Linked DNA regions of Gossypium hirsutum: region 2 is linked to region 1. The links are chromatin contacts, called in public Hi-C maps. All regions are on one chromosome and are shown on one strand. Each heading gives the region's core, a stretch centred on a gene start, on an enhancer-like site or on the middle of the called end of the contact. The rest is flanking DNA. Distances are from core to core; before and after follow the strand shown. Region 1 holds the start of LOC107945870. Region 2 has its middle 9.9 kb from the start of LOC107945001.

Region 1 (2,568 bases), core at 22-2,521:
CCCTGCTAGGTTGGTGAAGGGTGATATATGTTATGATCCGTTGTGTTCTCTTACCACAAAGAAAATGGTATTTGCATGTAGTTAATATGCATTTGATTTTCAATTTTTATTTACAGATTACAATTTAATTTTATAAATTGTTGATACGAAATTCTGGTTAAAAAAAATATTCATGTATTAGTGTGAAGAATTTAAGAGCAAGATGCTTGATGGTGCTAAAGATATTTTGATCGATTTTTTTTTTGAAAAATAGAAAAAAATCTATTAATAGAGATGAAGACCAGTACATGGATACACATTGTTGCAGCATTAACAGGCCAAGGAACACTAAGCAGCCGAAAACATGACAACATCAAGACAAAACTGAATAACATTACAAAACATTAGCACCATATGATAATATTCGCATTTGTTCTCAGTAATGAAATGGCTGATGCTATTACTACCTAGTGGTGAGGAGTCTTGCGTTATTTAAAGCTTGGTGATAAATGATTTTTGTTTGGTGACGAGTGTTTTTCTATCTTGTTTCACTCTTACTCTTATGTATATACTGTAGCGACTTAAAATTTTTTTTGCATGGGCGCTAGTCGACGTGATCATTGAAAATTTAAAAGTAAAGTTTCGGTTTTATTTAAAAAAGGGAGTCGCCACCGATTTTTTTTTCTAGGTGTGATCGGACACCTAATAAATCTTATTCTTAATAGAAAAATTATTTTGTAAATTTTATTTAAAAAAAAGGCTGAGTTAGGTCCATGTCAAAATTCCAGACAAAATTAGGGTTAGGGAGTTAGTTACGCGCGAGGAAGGTATTATACCCTCGCGACGCCCAAAATTGGTATCTCGTTAAACGTGTGTTGTCTTAAATTAAAAAAAACGAGTTCAATTTAATACTTAACCGTGATCCAAATTTTTCTTTTTCTCTTAAAAAAACAAAAAATTTGATAAATTACATATTATTATGTATTTTAAAAAATATATATAATTTGATAATTTACAAAAGATAGATATTTTATTTTAAAACACGAGAATTTTTAAATTTTTCATTTTTTTAGAAGGGCGTCTCGTATTTAACATGAACCGATGATATTCACCCAACATAGCGATAAAATCAATGGCTTAATGTTAAAACGATTCATTGCCTTAACCATTAAAGTAAATTTTTTTATTTTAAAAATGCAAGTAAAATAAATGTAATAATATTTCTAAAAAAAGTTATTTAAAAATGCTAATTCAATTAAAACGAAACAACAATTAAATACATGGACTAAATTAAAAAGGATAAAAATATTACCTACGGCCCGAAATTATGGGCTTGAAGAATGGGCCCTTTTCTCTTTTTTTCTTTCTTCCTTTCTTTTTTTTCTGGCAGATTGGGCCGCTGGGCGCTGGGCCGGATGCTGGCTTGCTAGCTGCTGCACGCTGGGCCTGGCTGCTGCTGGAGGGCCTGCTATGCTGCTGCTGGGGCTGCCTGGGTGCTGGGCTGCTGGGAGCGTGGGCCTGCTGTTTTTTCTTTTGCTGGGCTTGGGGCTGCTGGTGGTGTGGCCTGCTGCTGGTGGCCTGCTGATGCTGCACCGGTCTGCTGGCTGCTGTGGGTTGCTGTTCGGGTCGGGTCAACCCGGCTGTTATGTTATGTTTTTTTTTCTTCTTTTTCCTTTTTCCTTTTTTCCTTTTTTCTTCTTCTTCTTCTTTTCTTTCTTTTCTTCTTCTTTTCAAACCCTAGCCGCCGCTGTCTTTCGCCCGGTGATGCGACGATGCCGGCGCTCCTCCCTTCTTTCTCTGTCTTCTTTCTCTCCTTTTCTTTTTTTTCTCTTCTTTCTTCTTTCCCTTCTTTTTTCTTTCCTTCTCTCTTTCTCTTCTATTTCGACAACCCCCAAAGTTGAAGGCGTCGCCGCCGCGCTCGCCCTCGGCTCTTCTTCGCCTCGGTGGCCTGCGATTCAAAGGTAAACGTTTTTTAAAATATGATTCTTGGCTGCTGATTTTTGGAAATTTTTTGCTTCATTTTTTTGTTTGGTTGCTTCGTGATTGGCTTTTAGGTGGTGGTGCGACGGTTGCGGTGGCGGTGGTTGCGCGACGGTGGCGATGGCCTTTGGCTGCTGTTGTTCGGATTTTTTATTTTTTTTTGCTTCTTTTTTTTTGTTTTTTTTCGAATCCCCCTCTCCCTCTCATTTTTCTTCTTTTAATCTCACCGATTTGTTTTCTTTCTCTTTGTCTTCAGGTGACAGTGGAGGGCATCATGAACCTAAGGAGGCTGCCGGAGTAGCTGGAGATGCCGATTGGGTGATTTGACATGTCCAGAAGGACTAAATTGTAGAGGATGCAAAACTTTCTGGGGCAAAATCGAAATTTTAGAAAAATATAGGGCCAAAATGTAATTTTAAAAAATTGAAGGTTAAAATGTAATTTTGAAAAATTTAAGGGTCATGTAATTTTTATTTTTTTGTATTTTTCCATTTTTTTTTTTGAAAAACCATAAAACCGAGCCGGACAAAGATTAGTGCTTACATTTACCGTTTTGAGGGATGATGATTGAGTTCTATTTTTCAACAATTTGGTTGTTTGTGTAGGAGT
Region 2 (2,568 bases), core at 22-2,521, 100 kb after region 1:
TGAACTACTCAGATTGGATAAAAATTAAAAATTGAAACAAAAAAAAAGGTGGTTGAACGGTGTTTTCTTACCTTTTTTTATAATTTTTTATTTATTTATTGTTAGACCAACGATTGAATTGAGAATCAATGGTCTGACCGATTCGATCACCTATCCGATTATTTGTATGTATTTATTCGTGATAACGTAATTGAAAAAAGGTGTAAGTAATAGATAGTAATCATACATTCTTAGAATTGTAAAAGATTCTAATTTTTTAAATTTGTTTAAAAGTCATCATGGTTAATTGCCACGCGTAATTTTTTCAATTTTCAACCATGAGATATGAATTGAAGCAAATAATTAAGGTGCTCAGATTACATTCTATTCAATAAGACCAACTAATTACAATAGCTACTAAACAATGTGACACAAATGTAATTGCTTGTATCGATTACGCTTAATGAGACTCACTAATTATTATAGTCATCCATGCATACATATAAATGAATTACAAATAATTACACGTAAATTTATATACTAAATCAACTTTCCAAACATATCAATAAATATGAACAATATAATTAATTAAATTATTTGTTTGTAACACTTGTTGATATCCCTTTTAATATTTTTTTAAATCTAAACCGACCTTCTTTTTATAATTTTTAGGTACAAGTATCATGGAGGCTTACGTATTAAGAATCAAATTGCATTTTGCCCCTGCTTAAAAAAAATGGGGTTGTTAGTCTGATTAACGAGCAAATTGGTTCTTCCATGGAGGCCCTTGTACTAGGAGTTAGATTGCATTTTATCCCTTCTACTCGGAAAATTGGCAAATTAGTCTTTACACATTAAATCAAAGAGCAAACTAATTATTTTGTTAAAAATTCTATCAATTTCTACTGTTAAAAACTGGTCCCTGTAAGTCAGAATAAGATATACGTTGCATGCTACGTGTAACTGTCTAGTTATTCTATCTGTCACGCTAGTTTTTAATAATAAAAATTGATGAATTTTTTAATAGAAATGATAAATTTACTCTTTAATCAACATATAAAGAATAATTTACCTATTTTTTTGAATAAAAAAATAAAACAAAATCTGATTTATAATACAATAATTTTCATGAAATTTTATCAAAATTGCAAGGTACACCCTACCTCAAATATCTTAAAAAAACCCTAGGGTTGGTACCTTAAAATTTTTTTGTTGTGTGGGGGATCCCCTTCCATAAGAAAAATTGAGCACTAGGCCAAAGGCCAATCAAAAGAAACACAAAGTGAAATTGGTCTCCGCATGGGGTGTACGATGGACATTCACCCCCAAAGACCACACTTTGTCCCACACCAATCATCCATTTCCAGTAATATTATTATCTCCCTAAAAGCCTCTAAAATTTTCTCTAGTCAACCCCTCTCTCTAATTATTTCTTTTTAGATTTTGAGATTTTGGGTATTTTTTAAAAATTTAGAATTTAGTTCTTTTATTTTTTTAAATTTCAAAATTCAAGTTGAACGGTTAATTTTTTAAAATTTTTTTGTTAAACTCAAGGTTATCACGACGTTATATTTTTAGTTACATAGTTATCAAATGAATATTTTTTTTATTTTAAAATGTCACATCTATAAATTTAATAAAAAATTTAACAGTATTAACAATTGGATTTCAATTATGAAATTTGAAAAGTAGAAGAACCAAAATATTTTAACCAAAGAAAAATGAGAACAATTCATTAAGATTCTATCAAGATACAATAGCTTTTCTTTTTCCACTTTATATAAATATATATTTAATTGATTTACTTAATTGAATCTAAAATTAACATATTCATAATTTTTTTACAATCGATTCCTTAATTGAATTCATCAATATAATTAAACTTATCATGTAAATCGATCTAATATATTTATCATATTAATATAATATAATGCCTTTTTCTAATATATCTTTGGTGGTCAAAATTTTTTTACGCTAAAAAATAATTAAATATCGTAAAAAATGATAAGAATATGTAAAACTACTATAATTGATGCCATTGAAGATTTAATTTATTTTTTTATAAGATAATTATGGATCTAATCTCTAATCCTAAAGGAATCTGCTGGATTAGATTGAAAAGATTATGCAACAAAGAATAATTATCTTAGCCCTAAAGAGTTGCAAAGAGCCAATTTTTTTTATTGGATTAATTAAATTTCAAGAATCAATATTACTGATCATAATAAACAAATAATTAACATGAAAATTAATTATAATTTCTTTTCTATAGTCAACATGTGCGAATTTACAAAGTATATTTAGAATTTATTTCTTTTGCTTTTTGGATTGTTAACATTATTATCAACTTTTTAATTCTACTAGTACCAACTCAGTTTTTTTGAATTTAACCCAACAATTTTAATGGTGTTAACAATTAAAATTAAACTTAAATTTTGAAATTAGAAAAAGTATATAGGAGACTAAATTCTAGAAAATTAAAGTAGAAAGACTAAATTTCAAATGCACGAAAAGTATAGGGACTTGAACCATATTTTAACCAAATATATAAATAAAAAATCTACGTAGTTATCACTGTTTCTTATTAAA

What was found. Hi-C and Micro-C count contacts between places; a contact is called where the count stands out from the background.
Region 2: a contact with region 1 is called in a Hi-C map of leaf, with 2.3 times the contacts expected there. The contact joins the enhancer-like site here to the promoter of LOC107945870 in region 1. A contact is called at or near these places in 6 of 34 Hi-C or Micro-C datasets (callus and leaf).

Annotation. Positions count from the first base shown.
Region 1 is chrD12:41,194,078-41,196,645 of Gossypium_hirsutum_v2.1, forward strand. It overlaps LOC107945870, which reads left to right and starts at 1,272. Exons shown (of 3, transcript XM_016880023.2): 1 at 1,272-1,940; 2 at 2,034-2,098; 3 at 2,216-2,568. The coding sequence starts at 1,450. The coding sequence ends at 2,286.
Region 2 is chrD12:41,298,705-41,301,272 of Gossypium_hirsutum_v2.1, forward strand. No RefSeq gene overlaps it. Among protein-coding and RNA genes, the nearest start is that of LOC107945001, 9.9 kb to the right of the region's middle. Within about 2 kb of position 1,272, at least 2 of the 9 cell types and tissues checked have an H3K27ac peak or open chromatin away from gene starts, as enhancers often do. A contact at or near this core is called in leaf, where this site is marked.